2 separate regions of the Muntiacus reevesi genome follow, and region 2 is linked to region 1. Evidence: chromatin contacts called from public Hi-C data. All regions are on one chromosome and are shown on one strand. The core of a region is the stretch at or near the end of the contact, and the rest is flanking DNA. Distances in the headings are between cores, read along the strand shown.

Region 1 (4,177 bases), core at 1,449-3,948:
TTAGCCAGTTATTCTGGATATCTCTTGACTTCCTGCTTTTGCATTTTGATCCTCTATGATGAAAAGGTGGAGAAGGCAATGGCAACCCACTCCAGTACTCTTGCCTGGAAAAATCCCATGGACGGAGGAGCCTGGTAGGCTGCAGTCCATGGGGTCACTAAAAGTCAGACACGACTGAGCAACTTCACTTTCTTTCACTTTCATGCATTGGAGAAGGAAATGGCAACCCACTCCAGTGTTCTTCCCTGGAGAATCCCAGGGACAGGAGAGCCTGGTGGGTTGCTGTCTATGGGGTCGCACAGAGTCGGACACGATTGAAGCGACTTAGCACCAGCAGCATGATGAAAAGGACATCTTTTTTTTAAAATGTTAGTTCTAGAAGGTGTCATAGGTCTTCATAAAACTGGTCAACTTCAGCTTCTTCAGCATCAGTGGTTGGGGCAAAAACTTGGACGACTGTTATATTGAATGGTTTGCCTTGGAAATGAATGAAAATCATACTGTCATTTTTGAGACTGTGCCTAAGTACTGCATTTCAGACTCTTTTGTTGATGATGAAGGCTACTTCATTTCTTCTAAGGGACTGCCTAATTTTCCTCTTATTTAAGTTTGACTCTTTCCTTTGGAATTATATCCAAGAGATATAACCTTTAGTTTTTGTTTATTAATGCAGTTTAATAATGTTGTGAAACATTAATTGAATTGAAAATTATTAGCATAATTGTTAAGATAGCTCAGTAGGTACAGGGGTTACAGTAAGAATTCTTTCATCAACAGGGCTGAACTTAACTTTAAAAAGTGAAGCTCTTGGTGTGGATGTGGAGAAAAGGGAACCCTTGGTCTCAGTTCATGAGATTGTAAATTGTAAATTTCTCAAGACAGAAAACAGTATGGAGCCTCTTCAGAAAATTAAAAATGGAACTGTCATATGAGCTACTAATTCCCCTTCTTTTCTTTTATTGTAGCTATATGGGATAATGGGTGTTAACTAAACCTATTGTGATAATTACTTCATAGTATATGTGAACCAATACATCGTGCTATATGACTTTAATTTCCAGAATGACTTATGTCAGCTATTTCTCAGTAAAACTAGAGGGAATTCCCTGGCAGGTAGGACTTGGCGCTTTCACTGCCGGGGCCTGGGTTTGATTCCTGGGCCACGTGGCATGGACCAAAAAAATCAAAATAAAAAAGTAAAATAAAACTAGAAAAAAAATTTTAATGGACGCTCTTAGGTAACAAGAACAAGGTGTTCAGGGCATATTAAGTGCTGATCACAAGGTAATTCACTGTTACCGAACCTTTTAAATTGGCTCAGCTGTTCAAATTGCTTTCTGAGGAGAAGAAAGATTTAAAACTTAAATAATTGAGGAATGATCCTAAGGGTAAGGAATGTAATGTAGTTAGGTGCTAGATAATGGAGTTTCAGTTTTCATTATTTAGAAAATATCTCTCTTGACTCATACTCCCTATTCTGCTGTTTTCAACCTTCCTCATTCTACTTATTATTCTCTGTAGGATTTCCCCATAAAGCGTTTTATTTATAATTTACTTATTTTGTTTATTTTCTGGCTTCTCCCACAAGAGTGAGGGTAGGCATCTTTCTCTATGCTGTTCGTTGAGGTAGCTCAAATCTCTAGAAGAACTGAATTCACTTAATCACTTTGTGCCTCGTTTTCTCCATCTGTACAATGGGGTCAAAATAGCATCTATCTCAGGACTTAAGTGACTGAACAACAACAAAAATGTGTATTTTTTATTGGCTCAGAATAGTTCCTACAGCATACTAAAGAGCTACATAAATGCTTGCTACTACCATCATTATTATTAGTTCAGATAGCAAAAGCAGCGTGTGCAGAGACAAGGAGGTGGGAAGCAGTATGATGTGATGGGGGACTGGATGGTAGTAGTGATGATGCCCATAAGGAACTGGGATGGTCAGGGTCATGATATCATGACCTAAAATCATGTTACATATTGCATTTCTCGATGATTAATGGTCTATTTCTCCCTACTAAGATGCAAGCTCCAGGAAGACCCCCACGAGGCATTTGTGTGATTAATCACTGTATCCCAACATCATTTAACCACCTGCCTGAGGTCACCCAGCAGAACAGCCACAGCTCTGGACTGCCAGCCTGGTGCCGTTTCCAGAGTGCCCAGGCGGGTGAGGGAGCTTGGGCTTTGCGCTCACCTAGCTTTCCTGAGCCTCGGTTTCATCATCAGCAGGATTGTTAAGGGTTGACTGGGTGCATATCTCTTGTGAAGCAATGAACAAACTGCCGGGCACCCAGTCAGTGCTCAATAAATGTGTATTTACCGTTCATTTCCCTTGAGAAGATAAGGGATTTGGAACAACGTGGTCGGGATGGAACTGGATGCTGTGACCTGAACTGCCGCAGGCCTGGGGGCAGGATGCAGGCGGCCTCCCTGCCCCCTCCCGGCCCCGGGCTCCTTGGTCCATGGGATTCTCCAGGCAAGGATACTGGGGTGAGTGGCCATTTCTTCCTCCAGGGGATCTTCCCGACCCAGCGATCGAACCCAGGGCTCCTGCATTGCAGGCGGATTCTTTACTGTTTGAGCCCCTGGGGAAGCCCAAAGATGCTACTAGCTCAGGCCACCGCTGCCCAGTGTGGGCGTGGCCAGCTCAGGCCTTCGCGGTCGAGTGTGGGCGTGGCCAACGTTCCCGCCTCTTCCTGCCACTCTCCGGGTTCCGCCCCGCGGGCTCGGTCCCCAGGAGGGCCTGCTTTCTTGCTAGGTTAGATGCCGCCAGAGGAATGACTGAGGAGAAGGCATCTGCGTTTAGAAGGTAGGACACGCAGAGGGAGGAGAGCTGGGAAAGCCTGAGAAGGTGTTTTCTTTGAAGGATTCCTCGGGCTTTGGGGGACTGGAGGTGAAGTGGGTGTGGAACCTGGGGAGAGGAAGGAGCACACGGAGCCAGCCGGCCAGTCCCAGGGGATCCTTTGCTCCTGAGTCCTTCTGAGATTTCCAGGGTTCTGTCATAATCCACACATTATTTCTTCAAGGCATCTCTGTTTATCAGGCTCCTCTGGTCCTGTGGGGAAAATGAAACTGAAAGCAAGCCTCTCCTTTTGCAGGGCTTTTGTTGAGCTCTTTTTATTTTCCACTCTGATGTTTTACTCGGGTTTCTTTTATTATTGTTGTTATTATTATTCCCTGGAGCAGGAAATGGCAACCCAGTACTCTTGCCTGGAAAGTTCCACGGACAGAGAAGCCTGGTGGGCTACAGGCCGTGGAGTCTTACTACTATCTTTTTTTTTTTTTTTTTTGCATTTCCTCATAAGTTAGTCCAAGGTGTGGTGTTCTTAAATGATTGTATTACTTCGAAGCTAGCAGCTGGAGGAAGTGCCTGGAATAAATAAGGAGGCAGAGAGGAAAAGAAGTTTGAAGAAACCCTGAATCCTCCAGGTTTCTTTGAGCTTCTTTCTCTCCTTGATCTTTTCCAGCCCACCTCACACTCATTGTCACTAAAGTTGTTTACATAAACATTTGATCCAAAGAGTTCACTGCTGGGTGACTGTGCTTTCGCTGCACATTTGGTTAGCTCTCTGAGGGTAGAGGCTTTGAGATTGTCAGGCAGGTGGGACTGCTGAAAAATAGTTGCTTTGTGATTTTTGTAGCAGAAGCAGTTATAAACATTCAGGTAAGTTTGCTGCCCTCTGCCCTCTGAATTGCATCTAAATGGCTCAGATCTGATGGAGGGCAGTTGGACTAAATTGACATCTCCTAGGTTCCCTATTTGTGTAGCATGTAAAGCACTGGGTGGGAAGAATGGGATGTGTTAAGGTTTTTTTTTTCTTTTCATAAAGTGATGTAATTAGCTCTACCGTTTACTGAAGGCCTAATATTTCCCCCCCCTCCTTCCTTCAGTGCACTTTATATGGGGGGCTGTATTTATTGTTGTCCCCATTTGAGGGAACAGAAAATTCAGACTCAATAATCTAAGGTTACACAATTAGGAAGAGTCTAGAGTTACACAACGAGGGGCCAAACTTAGATCTTGCAGAGGTGGGAGTTCAAGTTGTTTCCCCTACTCCAGGAGTCCCCAGCCTCTGGGATCTAATGCCAGATGACTTGAGTTGGAGCTGATGTAATAATAATAAAAATAAAGTGCACAATAAATGTAATGCTCTTGAATCATCTCCAAACCCAC
Region 2 (4,147 bases), core at 1,180-3,679, 200 kb before region 1:
ATCTGTTATCTTCTTCCCCTGCAATCCTTCCCGCTTCCCTTACTGTCCCTCTCATAACTTACACATCGTTAATTACCTCTTATCTAGACCAGTGGGCACAACTCCACATTAAAGGGACTCAAGAAGGTTCAAGAGATAAAAAGAGTTCAGAGAGCTAGGTTCCATATCAAGTCTCCTAGAGGCCGTACACTCTAGATTGCCATATTCTTGTGCTTTTAGCTGCATTTATTTCATATTTAGGGCAGTTACAAGGATATTCTTAGGATGGTCAAAAGCCTGAACTGGCAAGATAGAAAGACTTATCTACCTATGTCTCAAATTAAGTGCACTTAAATACAGCTTGCTTTGTTAAAAAATATGGGGCTTGGGATGAGAGTTGGGAATCACTGTCCTAACCCCAACTCTCTTCTTCAACATATGCAGGCTGCCAGACCAACCTAGTATCTCAGACATTTCTGATCTTGATTTTGCCCTGCTCAGAAAATACTAATTAACTTCTTCCTAGCTTCCACGGGACAAATACCCGATTTCCTGGCCTATGGTCTCTGTAGAGATTGCTCCACACCTGAAGCACACCAGTCCAACTGGTCCCTGGTGCTCTGTTGCAGCCTACCTTGTCCTGGCTCGCCTGTTCTACCACCCAGAATGGCAGTATCTCCCATTTCAACCCCTTCAGTATAACCAACTTTTGGAACTCACCTTAAATATGAGAGGACATTCTCTGATCCCCTAAATATAAATAATTTCTTACTCTTTAGAATTCCCGCAAACATTTGCTTTTCACTAAAAACTACATCAGAGATAGGTAGTTCTGGCTCTTCTTTTCCAGTGTAAGCCATCGGGGGCAAGAACGGTTCAAAAATTTATCTTTGTGCGGAACAATACACTAAATAAATGAGCAATTTGCTGACTTTGGAGACCGTGAAAATGATTCAGGAAGTGAAGTGAAAGTCGCTCAGTCTGTCTGACTCTTTGCTACCTCATGGACTATACAGCCCATGAAATTCTCCAGGCCAGAATACTGGAGTGGGTAGCCTTTCCCTTCTCCAGGGGACCTTCCCAACCCAGGGATCAAACCCAGGTCTCCAGCATTGCAGGTGGATTCTTCACCAGCTGAGTCACAGGGAAAATAAATGAGCAAAGTTTGCTGGTTTTGTAAACTGTGAAACTGCTTCAGGAAGAGATGGAGGTTAAAAAAAAAAAATCACAACCATGGTAACTGAGAATGATCCATATTTTGTAAATTGGAGTATTTAGAATGTCATTAGTTAATAACAGGCCTCACTTGGGGAGGGCCTATTACTCTCGAAATGTTAACACCTCTATCCACCGACAAGAAGAATCCTTAGTGCAAAGAATTCAAGCTGCCTAAGTCAAGCTCTCCTAAAAGGGCAAAGTTGAAAAAAAATCGCTGGGGGAGGACGAGGAGGATGCAGTTCTAGGCGTGGAGAATCACTCGAAAGATAGAAATACTTGGAAAGACACAAACAGAAATAGAGAACTATCACACAAACAAAAATGCAGAAACACAGCTTCCCATCAAATGAAGGGGCTATATCACACTTAATCCCTAAACTCTCTTCTCCCCAGTGGCTGACTTTGATCATTTTGAAAAAAAGATCCTTGAAGCCCGGCTCTGCGGTCTGGACAGAACCTAGCGGAGTGGGTCCTCTTCCCGTCTGTCCGTCCGTCTGTCCGGACACTAGCCCCGAGCCGGGAGGGTGTAGCGCTCACACTTCCCCAGGCTCCATTTCCCAGCTCCTCGGCCTTGACCTTTGCGTCCGGCCGTCACGGTCTCCCCCACCCCCGAGTCCGCTCCCCCACACCCCTCTGCGCTCATTCCCTGTCTGTCGGTCTCCATGCGTCCGTCCGTCTGTCCGTCCGTCCACGCCGCCCGGGCGCGCTCACCCAGCCGCCGCGAGTCTGCCTGCGCCGCTGCGCTGCGCTCCGGCTCCCAGGCGCGTTCTTTGTCGCGGCGGCCGCGCACCACGTGCCCGCCCCGCCCGGCCCGGGAGCTGCAGTTCCGCCGGCGCCGCCCGTAGCCCAAGGCCGGGCGCACAGGTGGAGTTCCCTCTTCCCCGGGTGTCCCCGCCAACGCCGGGGCCTGGCTGCCCACGGGCGCGCAGCTCCGGCTCCACCGCACTTGTGAGCATCGGAACTTGCACCTGGGTTCTCCGAACACGCGCTCGCTCATCCCGCATCTCCCCTCAGCTGCAGCCACACCTATCTTTTCTTTTTCTTCTGCTGGGCCAGTCCTTCCCCTCCTGGGCTCCTTTCCGTGTTAACCTGCCTTCTGCCCGAGGCCTTGCCACAACGGGTATTTTGTGGTTCTGGATTTGGAAATTCCGACTGCTGTTTCTAGAAGCTGAGAACACCGCCTGCCCCTTGGGGATTCCGTGCTCTTCCAGCTCCTGCTGCTGCCCCAACCCCGCGGGTTCTCCTGTTAGAAAGACTTACACCTAGAGATTGTTGTCATACTGAGTGATGTGAGTCAGAAACACAAATGTCATATGATGTTGCGTATGAAGAAAGTGAGGTCGTGTCCGACTCTTTGCCCTCCTGTAGCCTACCAGACTCCTCCCTCCATGGGATTCTCCAGGCAAGAACACTGGATTGGGGTGCCATTTCCTTCTCCAGGGGATCTTCCCAACCCAGGGATCAAACCCAGGTCTCCCGAATTGCAGGCAGACGCTTTAACCTCTAAGCCACCAGGCTAAAGCGTTGTGTATAAGTGGAATCTAGAAAAAATGGTAAAATGAACTAATTTATGAAACAGAGATAGAGTCAGGTATAGAACACAAACTTGCCGGTTACCAGCAGGGACAGGGGGGAGTGGTAAAATGGGAGATTGGGATTGACACATACTACTATATATAAAGTAAATAACTAATAAGGAGCTACTGTATAATACAGGGAGCTCTATTCGGTTCTCTGTAATGACCTAAATGGGAAAGGGATCTTAAAAAAAAAAATGATATATGTACAGGTATAACTGATTCACTGAAACTAATGCAATGTTGTGAATCACTATATTCCAGTTTTAAAAAAGAGATGAACGGATATTAAAAGCGGATTTGTTACTAATGCAACAGCTTTTCTGGCTTATTCTGGAGAACAATTGAAAGAATTTTGAAAGGAAAAAGTATTTTTAACCAAAATATCTCCACTTGTAGACATGTCAAGAGTTTATTTTCTAATATCAAGTGCTGTGTTAATAAATCAGAAACACAACCATAAACAAATCCCTCAGCTTTCTCTTGCTGATGTGAATTAACCTCAGTTTTCCATAAACGACAACAGGCAATGCTTATTTCATTTAGAAAAAATGAATTTCCTGAAGTGCTCTCTAGTTTGCAAAATGCTTTTAAATCATTAGGATGGGTCTTTCATTGCACGTTGCACCAGAAATTAATTCATTAATGAATTCATAAAACAATCCTATATGATGGGTACCATTTTTTAAAAAGTCATACTTTACAGATGAGGATGCATCCTCCCATTTTATAGATCAGGAACAAGAGTTTAAAAAGCTTAAGTGATTTGCCAAAGGCTATACAACCAGCCAAAGGCTATAGACTTCCCTGTAGCTCAAGTGGTAAAGAAGCTGCCTGTGAGGCCGGAGACCAGGGTTCAGTCCCTGGGTTGGGAAGTTCCTCTGGAGAAGGGAATGGCAACCCACTCCAGTATTCTTTCCTGGAAAATTCCGTGGACAGAGAAGCCTGGCGGGCTACAGTCTGTGGGGTCGCACAGAGTCAGACACGACTGAGTGACTAACACACATAGAACCAGTGAGCAGTTGAGTTGCGATTTGATCTCAAGTCATGTGGGAGCTGATCTACTAACTGCAAGTCTGTGTTATCCTGCAAAAAAGGAAGGAAGGAAGAGTCCTAGTTACATCTGTTTGATTCATTATGTTAAAAAGAATATTATATCCCAGTGGGACAACGTTAGTATTTTTTTTCAAGGTCACACTTGAAGAAATTTTTAAAAATTTTATTTCTTTTTATTTTTGGCTGTCTGGGTCTTCGTTGCTGCTTGGGCTTTTCTCTAGTGGCACAACTCTAGTGGTGAGTGGGCTGCTCATTGCGGTGGTTTCTCTTGTTGCGGAGCGTGGGCTTTAGGTGTACGGGCTTCAGTAGTTATAGCT

Evidence for each region. A called contact is a pair of places that touch in the nucleus more often than the background predicts.
Region 2: a contact with region 1 is called in a Hi-C map of blood, with 2.3 times the contacts expected there. The contact joins the promoter of NPL here to the promoter of RNASEL in region 1. A contact is called at or near these places in 2 of 3 Hi-C or Micro-C datasets (blood and muscle).

The regions. Positions count from the first base shown.
Region 1 is chr5:108,972,887-108,977,063 of mMunRee1.1, reverse strand. It overlaps RNASEL (ribonuclease L), which reads left to right and starts at 2,698. Exons shown (of 8, transcript XM_065936167.1): 1 at 2,698-2,812.
Region 2 is chr5:109,169,010-109,173,156 of mMunRee1.1, reverse strand. It overlaps NPL (N-acetylneuraminate pyruvate lyase), which reads right to left and starts at 2,429. Exons shown (of 12, transcript XM_065936170.1): 1 at 1,909-2,429. The coding sequence starts at 2,201.